Regions from separate parts of the Anas platyrhynchos genome. Here region 2 is linked to region 1. A link is a contact called in public Hi-C data. All regions are on one chromosome and are shown on one strand. Each heading gives the region's core, a stretch centred on a gene start, on an enhancer-like site or on the middle of the called end of the contact. The rest is flanking DNA. Distances are from core to core; before and after follow the strand shown.

Region 1 (6,782 bases), core at 2,483-4,982:
ACTAAAAATTTAATACCAAAGAGGCAGACACCAGCACTGAGATGTTCAGGTAGGAATCTTCAGAAGTATCTTTCTCCTCTTTGGGCCCCTGACACTCGACACAAACAGAGCCTACTTAAAATACTGATTTTTAAGAGCCTGTGTAGTAAAAAGCCACAAGGACAGCCAGTAACACCAGACGTGTCCTAAAGAAATGATCTGAACACAACAAGTTTTCTTCTATTGTCTTCCAAGATTCTGTTCGAGGCAATTTGCGGTGTAATTGCAAAGATAACCTGCAGGGAAGAGGAAATTATTTTAAAATCTGTTCCTGAGCACTTTTTTCCAGTAATTTCTAAGTAGTCTCTTAGATCTGCTGGCCACTCTAAGCAAATTGCATCCCAACATCAGTCTTGGCAGTAATAAAAGTCACGGTAACGACTTTATGGCCACGCACGGCACTCATTAGTGCCCTGCGCTGCGCATGGGATGTAGCTGGTAGCCAGGCCGCACTCTGGCTCCACGGGCTCCTTGCTACCTGCCGTGACAGTCTGCGATGCTCTTCTCAGCTGCTGAGCTCTCATGAGGAGGACAAGCAGGACATGGTGGGCCCTGGGCACGGCGGGCTGGGCAGTGGTCCCGGAGGGGAGCCCACAAAGTCCTGCCCCCGGCCTGGCACAAGCCTTGGCAGGCTCCGGAACACAGCACTCAGCATACCCCAGGCCCTATTTCCATCTGTTACACCCCATTTTCCACGTCCAAAGTGGCAGCAGGGTCTTTGTATCATTGAGAAACAAATCCCAGGTGAATGAGCAGGAGGAGATTTGTCTGAATAGGGAAAGGTCAGTGCAGCTAATAAGTCCGTGAACAAACAGCTTGAGCTGGGCTTGACATTAATAGCATCATTGGATATTATTTATTAACTAACTAACATTCAGTGAACTTAATCATCTTGAAATTTTCTTACCATATATTTGGAAAATAGCCACCCTCTATTTGTCATTTGTTCTTCTCCTGTTCATAATCAACATTCATGAAGTTAATGGATGGAAAATACTTCATGTGCCCAGGTACCTATCTAGATTGTGAACAAACTGTGCTGTGATGCGTTGTCATTCAAGCTATTAAATCAACACTCGAGACCACAATTAAACAGAGGGGAGCAGCGAGGAAGGCTGCCTTCAGCACACAGCCCTGCAGCGTCTGCTTGCTCCACGCTCTGTTAGTACAGGCTTTGTGCTCTCCCTTCCCTGGGAACACGCTCCTCACCACACAGATGACTATTACAGTTTCTCATTGAATGATTTTGTGTTGGTTCCTTCGAAGAAAGATTTCCTGAAGAAAGGCTGCCCTGGGCCTGCCACGCTTGGCCTGCTCAGAGGAGCAGGCATCATGACTTGTAATGTCTTCACTGAGACCAAAACACTCACAGTGCATGGGAAAAGGAGCTCATCCTCTGAGATGTTGAGTGCCTTTAGTTCCCAAAAGTGCCTGTTGTCTCAAAAGGAGTGGCAGGCCCCTCAGGTTTGCATCCTTCCTGCCTCCATCCCTGAACAGGGAACCCCAGCCTGGTTTTACTGCTCTCTGGGTGATGAATGCAGTTGTTTCTATGACAACCTCACTCCAGCATCCTTGTTTCAAAAAGTCGTGGGTACTGGGGGTGTTCTGCTTTGTACCACATGCCAGGCACATGCACCTCGGTCCTACAAGTCCCTCTTCCGCTTTCTTAGAAGGAAAAAAAAAAAAAAGGGAGAATTGGAAGTTAGAGGGGGTAGGTACTTCTTGAGAATTTAGGAGGCCTGGACAGTAAAAAAATCCTGTCTGAAGCAAGCCCAAGTTGATAAATATATTGGGACACCTGGCTCCTAAGTCAATATTTGAATCCCATGGGTTTTGATTGGAATTAGGAAACTTATACTTTTTCATGATCCAAGACATTACTGTTACGTTGTGAGCAAAATCAACTGCTGCAGTAATGCCCTGCTGCAGAGGTGGATTTTACCCCAAATGCTTAGGAGGATGACAGCTCCAAACTGGGGTATGGATGGGGGCAATTTGCTGCAGTGTCAACTGCTTTTTGACTGCAGTGTCACCAAGACTGGGCACCCCAAGCATGCAACAGCAGCAGGAGAGGATGAAATCCTCAGGAAAAATGCCATTGAGGGTAAAGAAATTGTTTCTCTTTAAAAGCAATAGGAAGATTAAGTATTTTATTACTGCTTCTTGGAGGATTTATATAAAAATAATGACAGAGGAGAAAAAGTGAATGACCTTTTCACATAGTCATGCAGTTAATCAGGAAAACGGAAATGTTTGCCATGGAGTAATTCAGGAGATTTGTAAAAAAAATCTAGAAAGGAAATAACTCTGAAGATGGGTAGAAATTCCAGACTTATTTCTTAGAAACCTTCATTGTTTTATCCTTTAAAAATTCAAAATTCTGCCAGTGACCTTCCACGCTATGGGACAGAGATCTCTTTCAAATCAAGGGGTTTTATTTTGTTTAAACCAAAGCAGCACCAAGACAACTGAGATATGTCCAGAAAGAGACAGGATGTGGGCTCTCTTCAGCCAGTTCCTGGCATTTTGTGACACCAGCTTTATCCCAAGGATAAAATCAAGCTGCAAAACTGAGGGAGGAATCAGAAAGCTTTGTAGCTCCCCTCCACGTGAATCAGGCACAGGCTATAGCCGCGAAAATGCTCTCAGGCTTCTGTTTTTGTATTTCAAGAGCTGTAAACAAAATGCATTGTGCCAGCAAAACAACCCCGATCTGCAAATCATGCATTGCTCTTGGCTTCATTGCCAAAGGATGGGTTGAGGGAGCAGAGAGCAGCAAAGAGGTGGAAAATTGTTACCCTTTGGCTTCCTGGGTGGAAGCCAGGCCCCCCCAGAGGACTGAAAGTTGTCAGTGCCTCTGGCAGAAAGTCCCCATTTGCCGGTCTGGGCTTTTTTAGGGGAGAGCAGACAGGCAGGGTGGCAGAGCCACGGAGCAGCCCCAAGCGTTGAGAGCAGCTTGTAAAGGGGTTGATGAACTTCCCATTGTTTGTTCTGAGTGTTCAGGATGGTTGAAGATGTCTCCACAAAGCCGGGGGTGCCTCCAGGAGGAGAGTGGCTGCTCCTCTCAGTCTGCCTGCCAGGATGAGGCTTCCCGGCAGCCCAGGGAAAACAACGCAGTCCCTGGCAGTCATGGGGCTGTAATCAGCTCTTACTTAGCTGTAGCTGTGCGGATGTGGGCTGGAGCTTTCCTTCTTGTGTAGACATTTCCCCAATCCCTCCTGGACTTGCAGAGAGCACGGTGCAACCACACGGGGCACTTGAGTCAGCAGGACTCTGGTGGAGCTCGGTGCTGGCCGCCGGTTGTGGCAGCAATGTCTGGACCATGAATTGCTGCCCAAGTGATTCATGTCATGTCCATTTCCGAGAGAAAATGGAAAAGAGGGGTAACAGGATGGTTCTTCTTCAAAATACCGTGCAGATTGTTTAAACCATGTTCAGAGATTGAGCAAAAAACAATGGGGTTTGTCCCAGACATGGAATGGCAGAAGGTGACAAAATCGTGGAGACTGAATGTAAGAGCTTCTCTTTATTTTTAAATGTTTGTAGTTTTTCCTCCCTTAACCAGCTCCTTTTGAGAGCCTGTTAACTGGTGAATCATTGCTAGAGGGAATTGACCCAGCCAGGGCTGAGTCAAGGCTGCTCAGCGGCCGGGGGGGAGGCAGGATGGGCAGAGCAGCAGGGCGAGGCTGCACATTGCATCCTAGCTGCCTTCCCTGAAGGAGAAGGCTGGGCAGAGGCTTCAGTAAGTGACGCAGGACTCTGGAGGGTTTGTGTTTTGGGGCTGTTTCGTTTGCTAGGCAAGAAAATGATCTGCAGCAGCATGAGCCCACCAGCGCACCGAGCTGCCCGCTGCAGCCTCCAGCACGCCCAGGTGGCAGCGTCCACAGGGCTGAGAACTGCAGAGCAGGATCACACAGCGGATAAATTGAAATCCACCCAAGTCCTTGGCTGTATTTCCATTTCATACACTTAGCCCGTAATGATGGAGTGCCTTGTTCAGATACGGGCTCATGATTAAGCATTGCCTTTGGGCCTTGCAAATAGAAGATCATTTTTATGATTGCTGCAGTGTATGAGCTCTTCATAGGAGAGGCTTTTAAAATCCGAATGGGTTCAAGCGTGCAAGAGATTAATGTGGGGCTGCATGCATCTATCTCAGTCTGCAAAGTCCAATTTATTTTTGCGAAGGCCATTTGGGTTGTAAAACGGCGCTGTGCTTTCTGCGAAAGTCTGGGAGACTTTTTCTGCATGGTGGTCACTTGTCTGGAAACCTGGCAGTGGGTGACCATTAAAAGCTGATCCAAGTCTTTTGCCAAAAACCAGAGAGCCGGCAGGTCTGCTTCAGCGCTCACACAGCAAGCAGCTTTTTTACACTTCCAGCAGAGGATGCTTTGCTCGCTGCCTCTGGCACAGGGAGCAGTGCTGGCCTGGTGGAGGTGCAGGGCTGTGGGCTTCACATCAAGTGCTGGACCGAGGCACCAGTTGCTGAGAATATTCTCAGCGCAACTTAATGAGTGCTTCATAGAAAAACCTATAAAGCCTTGTGTAAGCCTCTACTGGCTTCCATAAACCAGGAAGGAAGAGCTTTGCCTTCGTAGCCCAGCTTACGCTGAGTGATGGTAAAGCTGAGCGAGCGAGCTCATATGTTTAATTAATTTCAGATTATTGCTTCCTGCCTCGTGAGTCTAGAATGGAAACTTCTCCAGGATCTGTGCTCCCTCCCCTAAAACCTGTGCTGGGAAGGATTAAACCTCTCCATCCTCCCACACTCCTTGCTCTGCACCCCTCTGAGGTGGCTGTGCCAACACGATCTGGTCACTGGAGCTGTTACACGCTCAGTTTGCTTTACAGGCAAGAATGGCTTTTACAAGGTCTCCGTGTCTCCAGAGCTGATGATGCAAGCCCGTACGCAGCTGTCTCCTTCAATAAAACAAAGACTTAAAGTAGGCAAATCTGACGCTTTCCCCAGCCGATGACTGTGGCAGAGCTGGCAGGCACCCAGCCAACGCAGCGCAAATCCACGCCACTGATGCTGCACCCTGACCTCCCAGAACCTTGTCCTGGCCAGCCCCAGCACCCAGCACCCCCAGCCCTGGCACCCAGTGCCCCCAGTCCCAGCAGCATCCCCAAGTCAGCACCAACACCATGAGAGCTGGTCTGCCTTGTGTGAGCTCAGTCCTGAAGCATGAGGAGCCAGACTCCTTTTGGTTTGCAATCCTGCTAATGTGAGTAAATCTGTGGCATTATGGGGCCTTATTGCCCGTGTACTTCAAATATGGGCTCATTTTTCCCCACGTCCCACCAAAATCCCTGGGAAGTGAGTACCTGAATGCTGGATCCAGCGCCAGTTGGCACAGGGAGGTGCAACCCCAGTGTAGCAATACGGGATTATTTCAGTGTCTTTCTTCTAGTGCTGTTCCTGCAATGTGACAATGGTGGCAATAACCCATATGCACCAAGAAAGTAGAAACACTTGGGAGTAACTTCATTTGGCAATGAAATTACATTTCCCAAGATTTTTTTTTTTTATTATTATTATTTTTAAAGAAGTGGCCAGACAGAACGGCCTGATGAGCACAGCCTGGGATGCACAGGCACATCTGCAAGGCAGAAAATGAGAGGATTTTTGTTCTAAATTCACCTTGGTGTGTCACGGCTGTCACCTCCTCCTGATACCCTAGCCCTGCCCCATAGCAGTACGTGGGTGCTGAAGGAGGGGAAAGCGTTGCAGTGCATGTGAGGGAGCATCCTGCAGGAACACGAGCATCAAGCCTTTGTGATTATACACGCAGCCTCCTAATTCCCAGTTTGTGTCACAGCACAAGATGTGTGTATGCACTCGGAGGTAAATACATTCCATAGCTTTTCCCCTAAACCAGCATTTAAATTAAAAAAAAAATAGGCCTCCCACCACTAAACAGCCTATGTTTAAATGCTTTGCATCTGCTCCAAAATTCCAGCTGACAGTTTAATCAAAGCTCTTACAAATATATTTCCCGCTGCTGGTTGCCAGCTCTGATTACTGTCATGTTCTTCTTGTAGCTTGTCACACGCTGCAACGAGCTGAAAGTTTGGTGGGAAACATCTGCTTTGGTCCCTGTTCGCTGCCCTGTGATGCTCAGCCTGATGCAGACCCCCTGTGACAGTAAGGGAAGCCAGGCTAATGACGGGAGGGCTCTAGAGCTCGGTATGGAATGAGGCGATAGAGCAAACAAACAGACCACTCATGCTAATGGCCTCATTAGGTGTCTCTTTGGAATAGAAAGATGCTAGGTGTAAGAATGTGTAAGAATGCTTTTTTTTCTTTTTTTTCTTTTCTTTCTTTCCTTTTTTTCTTTTTTTCTGAAATGTGTGAAAAATCAAGCCAAAAAATGCCAAAAAGACCATCTCTTGAATATTGTTCGCATTGCCATAGAACTGCAAACGCGTCCTGAAGGTCAGGTACAATAAAAGGATGTTTTACAGCAAAGAAACTGGCTGGCAACCAGGGACTGAGTACAGGCTGCAATTATTTTAGGTGACCTTGTCTGACCAGCTGCTGTGAGACTGATTGAGCATCTTCCAGCCATGGAGGAAGAAATAAACTGAGGGGGAACCAAAAAAATTAAGGAGAAACATGAAAACACCTGAAAACCTGTGAGGAACATGCTACCTCCTGCTTGCAGCCCTTTCTGCTCGTCGTGCACCCCTCTGACCTTCTGCAGGTGCTGGCTGGGGCTGGAGGCACTGCTCGTCCTGAGCCC
Region 2 (6,782 bases), core at 2,912-5,411, 440 kb after region 1:
CGGATTACTCCACATGGGGTGAGTAAAACTGTCGGTCGGACTGAAGCGTCTGCTATACAAAGGGGAATAAAAACTCATTAAAGGTCTAAAAGGAAACTCTATTAAAATACCAAATATAAAACGGAGGAGACTCGATCACCCCAGTGCTAGAGAAGTGTCAGAGCTTGAACGAACCTGGCTTTTTTTTTTTTTTTTTTTTTTTCCCTGAAAGCAGAGGAAATGTGTTTTGTGGAAAGCCAGGTGGGATGAGGGGCAGGTAGGGTGTCAAAGAGCACTGATAATATTTCAGGGTCTCGCTAGGAGCCTGGAATACGAAGGGGATTTATTCAGTTTTCGGCAGGGAAGAGAGTGCTAGCAGATTTTTGAAGGCTTTCCAATGCGGTTCATGTTCATCTGTTTCTTAAATCGCGAGCTGCTGGCTGCTGTGGAGGGGAGCATCTCCACCTCCTCTGTCCCCACCCCGCTGCTGGCACCGACTCAGCGCCGGTGCGTCCTTGTGGTCCCCCTGCCCTGGCCCGCTGGGGTCCCCCAAAAAAACAACAAACCAGACCGCTTTTACAGGGCCCGAAATACCCCGGGAGCGGTCCTTCTCACGGCATCTCATTTCTGCTTTATTTGATCTTGGGGAAGGGAAGAAATTACGATGGGAAGGAGCTAACCGAACCGTTTTCTTCCAAGCATGAAAACGCCGGGTCAGCCTGTGAGTGCTGGAAGAAGGGAGCCTGGCTTCCAACACACTCGTTCCTCGTGCCTGATGGGCTTAAAAACCAGTGTTAGGGCTGTCCTCCTTTGTAGGGGACACTACTCTGCTGGCTTCTCCTGTGTGGGGAGACCGGTGGTACACAGGCATGAATGCTACCAAGGCTTCTCCACGGATGGGGAATTTTGTCCCACCTCTTCCCAGATTTGAAGGTTTTGGATCACGGTTGAATTCAGGAAAGGCATAAACAGAGGGTTCCTCTCTCACACACACATAACTCTTATCACAACATTTTTTGGGACTTCTACCTGCCATCTATTTGGTTGAAATCGGCACCAGAGTTCAGTAATTACCAGGGCTGCACTCATACATGGGCTGTCACCACACGAATCTTATTTCCTCACAAGACCAGGGTTCAAGGAAAAGCTTGGTCTGGTTTAGACAGAGGTACAGAGCAGCTAACGTGTGTTTCCCTTGCTCTGGTACCATTCTTTTTCTCCTGCACAGTGAGGCTTGTTTTTTTTTCAGCCCTCCCTCTTGGATCTTGGCTTTTGGAGAGCAAGGATGGCTCCCTCCCACCTCGGTGACTTCTGGACACGAAGAGGGCCCGTCATTCACTCAGGCACACATTATAACCACGTAAGCCTCGTTTCCGTACGAAACCCGAGCAGCGCTGCTGCCACACAACAGACGACACTTCGTCAGCCCATTGCAATGCGCTCAGAGGCACTTCAAAGATCAAGGGGAGGGGGGACCGCCTTCAAGTCACCGCGGAAAGTTTGCCCGTAACAGAGGTGACGGCTCTGCCGAGACGCCAAAGGTAGCTGGAAATGACCGCAAGCCTTTTCCCAGCAGCTCCGTTAGGAGAATCTCTTTCACAGCTCTAGCACTGAACATCCTTTTTGGGGCCAACGAGCGTGAGGCAGGAGTCAGCTGGCGGTGCCGGCACGGATCTGCGGCACCTTGCTCGGGCGCAGCAGGCTGATGGATTAGCACTCGCCCGAGGGGAATTGTAGGTTTCAATCCTCTGAGCCTTTTCCAGCCGACTGATCTATCCCAAGCCTTTCATCGGATACAAATGGGCCTTTGACTTTCAACAGAATGAAGCAGCAGTAAATATAAATGGGACGTGAATATATATATATATATATATATATATTTGGAATGGATGTTTTAATGGTCTGTTTGCTCTACAGCTCTGCTGTTGCGGTCAGAGAGGAATTCCACCTCTACTTCAGGAGCCAGTGGTAGAAATCCATTCCCCTAGTCCCAAGCAGCCCACTCCCATTGAGCTGAAGTCTTCTGCATCTTCAGTTAAACCTTGACCTGGTCCAGACTGCTCCATTCCTCCCTGAAGGTTTCACTTCCCAGCCTGATGCTAATTGTTGCCTATATTCCACTTCTTTATTTCGAGGCTACCAGTTGTTCCCAAATATACACCTATGTAAATCTTTATTCCCATTCCAGGCACCTGACAAACACAAGCCCATGCTGTGCCAAGCCCCAGCAAGCAGCAGAACAAGGTTCCTGCTGCCTTTGCACAGAAAGGGCAGGGGCAAGTGCACAGCAAAGCAGTCAGTGCTCTGAAGGGATGGGAAAGCTGCTTCTCTCATGTGCAACAATAAGAAGAGAATACGGTTGCATTTCCAGGTGTGTTGGAATTGAAATGCACTGAATACCAGCCTAAATCAGGGGTATTATACAGTCCTGTCGCTGTGGCCATGGGAGTTCACCAGATGCTTTCTCATTGTTCTGCCTTGGCACAGGATGGAGAGCTGAGTCTGGCTTATGGGCTCAAGGAGCAGGAGAGCTGTCTCTTCACCCAAAACACAAAAGTCACTGACCTACGAGATGAAGACCATAAAGCCTGTGGTGTCAGTCCCAGACCTCAAGCTTTGCTAGGTCTGGGCATGAAACGCTGCGTGGCAAAGCAGACTGAGCTGAGGCGATACAAAATTTAACCAACATACTTTACACCCACACCACTAAAAATAGGACGCCGACGCCAACTCTTCATCTGGAAAGAGAGGAAACACCAGTGTTGCTGTGTTTTGGATGAAACACAGCGCTGAGTCCTGACCATATTTGGCCATAAGATCATCTCCCAGGACTTCTGCATGAGAGCGGAGTATTCAGAAAAATTCTGCTGGCCAGGTGCCAGTTCTGCCTTTATTATTTCTCCTTGCTATCTCAATACTTCATTTCATCACCTAAATTGCTGTGTTGAGTTACTTTGGGCTGTTAAAACGCTGTCATGCTACAGAGGCAACTATGTGAGGGAAATGATGGCTCCGCAGAAAGTGCTCCACGCAGCTGAAATCGGGCCACCTATTTAGGTGTCGGGTTTAAATTTTTCATTGTAAGCACAGAAACTTGAAACACTTTGCCCAAATGTGTTGAAAGCTATGAAGACATTAAAGATTATCCATAGAATAAATATTCATTTGCAGGAAGGCATTTTTAATGCATTAATATTTCAAGCAGCATGTTGAAACGTGTGCAGCCTCTTACAGAAAAAAGATAATCATATTCCAAGTGTTGTTTCAATAATTTTTATTATTAACAATACCAGAAAAGTACCACATTTTTATGAATTAACAGCAGTTTCAGCTTAAATTAAAATACTTCCTAGGTTTTCCTTGTACTACTAACTACTAGTAATGAAAAATTTCCATTCCATGGGTATTAGTCCTCAAATGCTCTCCTAAAAGGTTCTGTAATACCTTCTGTTTGCTGATAATTTTTAACCAACAGTACTGTTATGCTTGTCCTGAAAACATGAAAAGTGTCCTTATTTCATTCACAATTACCCTATCTGCTTTTTCCCATAGAAAAGGCGATTATTTTGCCAACAGCTTATGAATATATTGCAGCTTTACATCTTCAGCTTCCTGTGTATCAGAATTTCCACTTTTGAGGCACTTTTGGTCCCACAGGCTGATGCTTGCCGGGGCCTCAGTGTGGAGCTCTGGTACCATCTAGTGTTCCTGGGAAATCCCAAACATCTGCTGGACGTGGGCATCTTGCTCATCACCTGCTGGGTTTGCAGCAGGAGAAATCTGCCCTGGGATTTTTCCAGAAAAAAAAAAAAAAAAAATACATTTTGGTGATGCCCAAAGCAGCAAAGCTCCGTGAGCAGCTGCCGTGATGGTGGATGCTGGGCCTGGCTGGAAGGGAAGCGACTTTTTCACTGTGTGTGTGGTGTTTGGGGCCACATCTGTGGGGTTCAGTCACGGAGACCCCCAAAAGGAGACACCACGGGTGTCTTTAAATATAAAGTAAGTAAATTAGATCCAAAAGGAGGCTGCCATGAGGCGTGAAAGGCGGCCTCCCCCTTCCCTCAGACAGCACCTCGCACACCACAGGGCCCTGCAGGATCACACCCTGCCATGATTCCTGTCCCCCTCTCCTTGCTGTGAAGGACGAGGGGTTTATTAGGGATTTATTCCACCAGGGGGCCAGCCATGCCCCTAGGCATGAGGGACACCCCCCTTGCCCACAACAAAGATGGCGGCCCCTCACTGCCCTCCCAGCCATTCCCAACCCGCTGTGAGGGCGGAAGTAGCGCGGACGGCTTCAGGGCGGGCTGCCCTCATGGGGTCGCCGCCTCGGAAGCGGTTTGGGGTTCAAAGAGTGGCGGGGCCCGGCGGGACGCTGAGGAGCGCGGTGGGGACCTGGGGGGGGGGGTCGTGAGGTGGGGGCGGCCTGCGGGGCCTGGGGGCGGTGAGTGGCGGTGGTCCCGCCAAAGGGGGGCAGCTCCCGCCCTCCTGTGCCCTTTATTTTGTCCCTCCCTTCCTCCTCGTTGAGGTTTGGGTGGAAAAGTGGAGGTTTTGGGGGCTGTTGGTTGTGGTAAGGGCTGGGTGGCGCCGTCTCTAGGGCGGTTCTGAGGGGTTGGGGGCTTTGGGGGAGGCGTTTTGGGGTGTTTCCGAGGGCAGTAGGGGCGAGCTTTGTGTCCTGCTTGCTGCCCAGCAGCGTGGTGCTTCCTTCGAGCTTTGGCAACCATGGGGTCCTCAAAGGGGGAGGAGGAGCAGGGTGTGATCCTCATCAGCGATGACGAAGCTGAGAGCACGCTTGGGACTTCGGTTCTGTTGGTAGACCCCTCAGGTAGGCATTGGGCTCCTGCTCACCTGTGAAAGTTCTCACAAAACAAGTCTGTGAAAGCCTCTCCTACCTGTCTTTGGATAGCATGTGCAAGTCTTTTTTCCTATTCCTGTGTGCCATTTGCACCATATGCAACCATAAGAAAACTTGCACCTTATTGTTTCAAAGAATAACTCTTAGTAGCTGATGACTTTGTTGTCGAGTTGTAGTTACCTCTCTACTCATTTAGACTTTTTTCTCGTTTATACAGAAAAGACCGCCGTGGAAGAGGAGAAAACTGAAGAGGTTGTAGACGAGGAATGTGACCTCATGGTTACATTCTGTAAACAAGCAAATGTGATGCCCCACGCCAGATACGACTGTACAATACACCCGTTTGAGTATGTTCGCTGATATGGAGGATGATATGGGGCTTTCCTTTCCTACATTTAAGCCAACTTGTCAAGTAACCTTGTTAGCATTTGAACAGCTAACAAGCAGAAAGAGTTGGATAAGGGCACAGCCAGCTCTGTAAGTAATGGTCTGTTTTTTAACTGTGCAGGAGAATGGAATGTGATACGTGCTCGCCCCTTGGAAAAAATGCTGATTTTTGTAGTCAGTGCTACTGCTACATTTGTGATAAACTGGCTTCTGAGGTAAGGAAGAACTGTAGTAAAAAAAAAAATGCACAACTTTGAGTAAACTGAATTCCTGAAGTCTTTAAAAGACATCACTCTTATGCACACTAAAACAATAAACAGAACTTAAATTTGATTATTTTAACATTTCCTCTTCTAAATGTTCATCTCAGTCAGCTTCACAGCGCTAAACACATGGCCAGTGTCTGTATTTATTTCTAGTAGTCCAGTAAGTTGTTGGAGTAGATGTTCATTTGATAAAAAACAAATGTACCTCCTCTTTTCCTTGGGCACATGGTGTATTTCATGGAATCATTGCACTAAATCAGACTGTTTCTCACTGCCCTAGGCAAAGGTCAAACTTTAGATATTCCTAACCAAAGTGTAGGGGGCGAAGTAGGGGGGAGCATTGTTTTGTTCTGTTTGTTTGTTTCTCTGGTGTGACTCGTTTTGTTTTAGGGGGAGGGATCTTTTGTGTATCTCTCCTTTGCTTTGCTTTTGTTTTTTAGAATTCAGCAAACTTTACTTTGTGAGTAAAGTTGGGCTAAACATGCAAAAACAACGTTCTGTTACCAGTTTACAAGGGGGAGGGTGTGAAGCCTAACTGCCTGTAAGGTGTTCGTTAATGAGGGTAAAACTGTGGGGAGAGGGAGGACCTGTCTTTTTTTTCCTGCTTTTAAAGCCACGGTAGCAAGCTATTGCTGCATTGGTCTCTTGCCTCAGCTGTCAGAATACCTCCTTGTGCTTTGACTAGCTCTGTAAAGCATGAAATGAATTCTAGTCCTTCACTGAGTTGGAGGAACAACTTTTTGTCTGCTTAACTTGGGAGGAGAAAAAAAAAACTTATCCCTGTCTTTCCCTTTTCATGAAATAGTGCCAGAATTGGACGACCTCTTCCCTCTGTCACTGCAACGCACATAACAAAAGCAAATTCTGGAAGGAACAGCGTGATTTTGCCTTGGCTGGTGTTCTTGTAATGTTCAAATTGGAGCTCACAGAAATAGATGCAGACCTTCGGCATGGTGGTAAGCATAGTGCACTTACACTGTCTTGGGAGACCTGTGGCTGGCTGTGTTTGCTCATTCTGTGGCTCGATGATACTTAAAATCTATGAGGACTGCTTGTCTGGACTATAGCTGTCCTTGCAAAGGCCTGGTGAATTATTTAGGTAGCAACTTTTCTCTGCTATCCCTTTCCTGGGCCATTTGTGGAACAGACAGATCTGCAGTTCTGTTTTTTTGCTTCCTACTTTTCTCCCCCTGGAAGAAGCACCAAAGCATGCCTGGCCATTAAGATTGCATGCAGGGGATTTGACAAACACTTCGCACAGGGTACCTATGAATGTCTTGCTGTTTCTTTTAGTT

The links. A called contact is a pair of places that touch in the nucleus more often than the background predicts.
Region 2: a contact with region 1 is called in a Hi-C map of skeletal muscle, with 3 times the contacts expected there. The contact joins the promoter of LOC101797262 here to the enhancer-like site in region 1. A contact is called at or near these places in 2 of 8 Hi-C or Micro-C datasets (skeletal muscle and subcutaneous adipose tissue).

The regions. Positions count from the first base shown.
Region 1 is chr15:17,883,994-17,890,775 of IASCAAS_PekinDuck_T2T, forward strand. No RefSeq gene overlaps it. Among named protein-coding and RNA genes, the nearest start is that of TEKT4, 17 kb to the left of the region's middle. Within about 2 kb of position 3,733, at least 4 of the 8 cell types and tissues checked have an H3K27ac peak or open chromatin away from gene starts, as enhancers often do. A contact at or near this core is called in subcutaneous adipose tissue, where this site is marked.
Region 2 is chr15:18,324,899-18,331,680 of IASCAAS_PekinDuck_T2T, forward strand. It overlaps LOC101797262, which reads left to right and starts at 4,162. Exons shown (of 20, transcript XM_072023810.1): 1 at 4,162-4,249; 2 at 4,673-4,804; 3 at 5,052-5,181; 4 at 5,343-5,436; 5 at 6,293-6,443. The coding sequence starts at 4,165.